2 separate regions of the Mus musculus genome follow, and region 1 is linked to region 2. Evidence: chromatin contacts called from public HiChIP or PLAC-seq data. All regions are on one chromosome and are shown on one strand. The core of a region is the stretch at or near the end of the contact, and the rest is flanking DNA. Distances in the headings are between cores, read along the strand shown. Region 1 overlaps Arid1b (AT rich interactive domain 1B (SWI-like)). Region 2 has its middle 57 kb from the start of Gm23186.

What was found. HiChIP or PLAC-seq counts read pairs in DNA pulled down with a chosen protein or histone mark.
Region 1: a contact with region 2 is called in an H3K27ac HiChIP or PLAC-seq map of large pre-B cells, with 2.7 times the contacts expected there. The contact joins two enhancer-like sites. A contact is called at or near these places in 1 of 115 datasets of contacts at active chromatin or transcription factors (large pre-B cells) and 1 of 9 other capture datasets (embryonic stem cells).

What each region holds. Positions count from the first base shown.
Region 1 is chr17:5,329,541-5,332,240 of GRCm38.p6, reverse strand. The region is part of intron 15 of Arid1b (AT rich interactive domain 1B (SWI-like)); the gene reads right to left. Among named protein-coding and RNA genes, the nearest start is that of Gm29050, 81 kb to the left of the region's middle. Within about 2 kb of position 1,405, at least 24 of the 459 cell types and tissues checked have an H3K27ac peak or open chromatin away from gene starts, as enhancers often do.
Region 2 is chr17:4,734,155-4,736,854 of GRCm38.p6, reverse strand. No RefSeq gene overlaps it. Among named protein-coding and RNA genes, the nearest start is that of Gm23186, 57 kb to the right of the region's middle. Within about 2 kb of position 1,419, at least 28 of the 459 cell types and tissues checked have an H3K27ac peak or open chromatin away from gene starts, as enhancers often do.

The sequences.
Region 1 (2,700 bases), core at 156-2,655, 600 kb before region 2:
GTGATTACGGTGTGTTACACGGCAGACGAGTCACAGATGTGGTGATGGTTTTGACGACTGTGCACTCATTCACCCAAGGGGAAAATCCAAGCAACCCTTCAGATCTGGGCAGAAGGCGAAAGATGGAGCCTATCTGACACTCTCCTACTAGCTTTGTCATGGAAAGAGGCACATTATGAAGGGTGGACAGAGAACAGCCAACAATGTGATGGTCACCTTGGCCCTATGCATTCTGCCAACCACCTGAACGAACCTGAAGGGAATCTGCAACTCAGAAGCTGAGTCCTGAGGCCCAGACTACCCTGCAGTGCCTGCTGAGCCCACAGAGAGCCTACATCTCTGCTGTCACAGGTGTGGTGTGTGGTCACCTCTCATGCAGCAACACACAAGCTCATGGAAAGCTAAGGTCTGTGTTAACTACTGTTTGTAGAACGAGGTGACACCAGCTTAGGAAGAGTTTGTAAACAAGACAGGAGATATGAATTTAGTCTCCACCTTTACCAAGAAACTCAGAAAACCTTGACATAAATGTGCATTTGCAACAGCCCAGCGTGTGAGGAGATGGCTCAGTGACTAAGGGCACTTGCAGGGCAGCATTTACAGCCACTCTGCTTCACTGCTGCCTGTAAGTCTAGCTCCAGGGGCTCTGAGGCCCCCTTCTGGCCATTGGAGGCATATACATATGTGCACATACATATGTGATTATAGTTAAAATAACAGCTGAAGATGGGGTGACCTGTGACTTATTTCTATCCAAAAGCAGACCACTAAAAGGAATGCATACACAAATGAGCACTAGCTCAGAGCCTGGAGAAAACTCTATTAAGTCCAGATACTTGTTCCATGGCTGCTGCTTGTCTTCATCCTATGATAGCTACTTTTGTGTGAGGCAGGAAAGTCACTGAAGCCTTCTGAGTCAATGCTGTCCCACTGTGGACCGGATACAAGGGTTGAGGCCAGTGCAGGACTATCACACTTTGGCACCTTTGCCCTGTGTCTAATCTCACGTCAACTTGTGGTAGAACCAGTTTTGAGATTACTTTCCATTTTGCAGATGGAAAAACAAAGACAGACAGAAGTCAAGTGGCATAATTAAAGTTAAGTGGTTTAATTCTCTAATCCACAGAGCTCCTTAAAAAAAAAAATCCACAGAAAGTAGATACTGTATCAAAGTCATGAAAATCATGTTTGCAGGGAAAGGAGACTAAACGGTCACTCAACGCGTGATAGACCTGCGGCCTTATGGAAAATTAGAAAAACATCAAGTTATGATCTGATTGGCAGGTGTTGAGGCAGCTGTAAGAGTCAGCTTAGTAAGCAGGAGCCACACCCCACACTCCTGCCAGTGCATTTAACTGCTGCCCGCACCTGCTGTGGGCAGCCATCCCTGGCACACACAGAAACACATCTGCTTGTATTCACAGCCCATGCTGTCCCCTCCTATAATGACGCTGGGATAGGCCACATGGCCAGTGTTGACCAACCGGCTCAGGAAAATGGACTCCAGCAAACACTTGCTTGAGCTTGCAACAGGGTTTATCTTGGATCCTGGATTTTACCTTCTGTAGCAAGGACACCCAAGAAACCCCACAGAAAGGTCCCAGACTCCAACTGGGTCCCCAGTAAAGACTCTGCTGACATCAGCCACCCCAGAGGCCTCCTGACGACACAGCCATGTGACATAGTGGTTCTGCTAACTGAAGTCTGAGTTTGGAGCTCTGCTATACAGGACAAGATGATAGAGGCACTTTATTCCCATTCTTTGACTCACTAAACCTAGGAATCCATCTCATGGAAACAGTCACACACCACAGATGTGTAGGAGCTAAATGGGAGGGACAGCCCAGCTAGTGTTACAGTACCAGGGGTTAGTAAAAGATTTACACACAGCAATGTACATGGAGAGTAACAGAGCCTCAGACACACTGGGTACCACGGTCAAAGACTCAGATAGAGTCAGCCTAGTCCGAGATCACGTGCCCTGTCCGAGGCAGGTGGTAAGCAGCAGGCAAGGCCGGCTCCATGGGTTAAGGGATCTCACAGCAGGCTGACTTGCTGCACCACTAAGTCACAGGTCAGTGGTGGTGACAACAGGACCACCCGCTGCTGCTACCCTGGCAACAGTGGTCTCCATGGATATTGGTCTAAATTCACAGACCAATGAACAACTTGAAGAATGAACAACTTTATTTACAACTAATTAGAGCTGTAAGAAAATGTTTTCTGTGGACATAAATGTCCCAGCGCTATGAGGCAGCAGGTGGGCAGAAATATACAAAGACTGTGCTATTTATCTTCCACTCATTATCTCTCTACCTGCCACCTTACAACACAGCCTCCACTCGGTCCCCTGCCTGCCCGAATTCATTTTTGTGCTGTGTGTGCATGCACAGGTGCACACGGTGTCAGAGTCTTCCCCAGCTTAACTTTGAGATGAGGCCTTTCTTATTGAATGTGGGGCTCACATACTTGGCTAGGCTGGCTATCTAGCAAACTAAAAATTCTCCTGTCTAGGCTACCATGGCACTGGAGCTGTGGGAATATCCACAAACCAGCTTTTACGTGGGTGCTGGAGATTTCAATTCATGATTGTGCAGAAAGCCCCACAGCCTCTCAAATTCATTCCTAGGAGAGACTGCAGGTCTGAGGGAACGAGAGGCTCCCGTGGCTCCTGTACAGCAGGACACAGAGACAGAACAC
Region 2 (2,700 bases), core at 170-2,669:
CCCATTTCCTCCTCCAGCCTTTGCCCGTCCTCGCCTTCTGACTCTCATACCTACCTTACTCCCTCCTTTTTTCTTTAAAGCACATCATATTTATCAACAAATGACTTGGAGTTGATAGTTCTGGTTTGATATTCTCAGGAATCCTGGGATTCTCTCAATGTGTGATTGCACATATTTTCCTTAAGGAAGATTATTTTGAGTTACAAAAAAGGAAAGATTTATTTTAAATTTATGTGCATGGAGTGTTTTACCCGAATGCCTTTCTGTACACCATATACCTGTTTGGTACCTATAGAAGTCAGAGGAAGGCATCTGATCGCCTAGAGCTGGACTTACAGGCAGTTGTGAACTGTCATGTGGGTTCTGGGATCAAATATGGGTCTTCTGGAAGCATCAAGCATTTTTAAGTTTGTTTCTTCTCCTTTGCTTTGGTTTCCCCTTTATGGGGACTGGTAACATTCATATGTTAAATTATTTCTGGTTGTCTGCATTGTTTCTCATCTTCTGTAGACTCCTTAACATTTGCTTTTTACACTCCTTTGTTAAAAACATTTTGATGTTCAGAAGGTATTTCTAATTGTGTTTATTCTTTTGTTTCTTGTAATTTAATTTATAAAGTGATTATGTTTTATTTGTAATTTTAAAAAAAGTTTGTTCCTTTATTTCTAGGTTTTTCCAAATCTGACTTTTGTTTTTCTTGCATGCCTTGTGTTAGTTTTCTTAATATCTCTCAATTTGTTTTGAAAGAGCTCAGTTCTAGAATACTGTCACAAGGGACGTTACTGTGGGAGTTTTTTCTTAAGTTGTCACTCTGTACAGACTTTGGCCTGCATATATCTCTATCACTACTTTTCATGTGGATTCCAATTTCCTCAACTTCCAGGGCAGGAGGAGGAGTTAGAGGATTGAGGGAGCTGGATGGCATTAGCTCTTGGGCTCTCATCACAGGACCTTCATCTGTGCCCCCTGTAGAGGAGGAACGCCCCCCACTCCCTTTGTATCCCCAGTTCCTCAAGAGCCAGCTTAGTACTGGCTAGTGAATTCCTGCTGGTTGTGTGGGCTAGCATTTCTTTCTCTTAGACCTTGTCAAGTGACAACAACACACAGGTTTGGACAACAGAGGTGTGGTATTTGGGGATACAAGAGAAACCTTGTCACCCATCTTTGTGACAAATCTTGCCCTCATCTTGTGCTTTTACAGTCTACATATTCTGTATTAAGTCAAGGTTCTGGAAGGTCTGTGTGTGTGGATACCACAGCCAATGTCCCAGAATTCTGCTTCCAGTTGGCTCTGCAGAGAGTCTTAGTCTATGTGGTCAGCTGGGTTCTCTGGATTTTCCCAGGAGACTAAGGGCTATGGTGTACAGGAACTATGCTTGGGTGAGGCTTGCCTCATAGCTGCTTCGGGTGTGGGAAATCACAGCTGTGTCTAACTGTGAGGCTCAGCCAAACAACTGCCATTTGCAGGAGTTCAGCTGTGCCTGTGTGCAAAAAGCCATCACAGCTGGGCTTGTTGATGTGGCTGCTCCCTCACAGAAGGAGGACCAGAGATGGTCATTGTGCTCTTAAGTATCCAGCTACCCCTTCCAACCAGTTGTTTGTAGTCTGCCTTAACTCCAGGAGGCCTTGGAGTCTGGTGCTATTATGGGGAGGCACCATCATCATGGTGGGTGAAGACTTTGCAGTGAGGCTGCATTGGGGTCTCCCACAGTCCTCATGTATGGTCTGTAAATAAGCTCACTGAACTTACTAGTCTTCCGCGGGGGCCTTTGTGGACTTGAACTTTTGGTTTGTCACTGAGACCTTAGAAGGAGTGGGGGGAGTTGTTGCTTCATCCACCAGGGAGAAATTTTTGAAAAAAAATTTTTTTTTTAAAGTTTAAATATAAAACTTTTATATTTAAATTTAGAATGCTGTTGGCCTCTGTCTTTTTATTTTCCCTAGAATATCTTCGAAATTAGCAGCAGGATCTGCAACCAAATAGGCAGGATGTGCCTCTACACATCCGTTCTTCTCACCCTGGGCCCCTGAGGACCAAATGTGAGCCAAGACTGATCCTTAGTTGTGCTTCCCCCAACCTTCTCTGCCTATAAAACATTTGTTTGGTCTCTGTGTAATATGAGCTGTTATAAAAACACAAGGGCAAATGTGTCTAAAATAACCCGAAGTGAAAATAAGTAAATTAATTAGCATACAATAGATTCTTATTGTTAAGTGGGAATGCGGCCCGTCCCGTGGGGATTGGTGTTAAGTAAGATGATTGATAAATTGTTATCTTCACACAATGTCACTCAGTGAAATAATCATGCCTTTTGTAAATATTTAGTCAAGAGAGCTCTCCAGCTGTTCTCAGTTAGGTTTCCTCCACACAGCCAAAACTCTGATTTATCTCTTGTGCTGTTTAAGCATTGAGGAAGCTCACATTTTATGAGCCTCTAAATACCCATAATGGTAAGTAGTGAAAATGCCGGCCATGACAGCAATAGTCCACGTAATTATAAGGAAGAATATCTATGATGGTCAGAGATAAGAATAAGGAAATGGTTATTGTGTTTCTTTCTTCAGGTAGAAATAGATGTTGCTACCTTTAAAACACAACCAATTCCAAGAAATCTTTGTCCCTCACCATCTTCAAAGATGCACAGATAGGATGAGACAGACTGGATGAACCGAATCTCCAACCTTTGACCATGTGTTGAC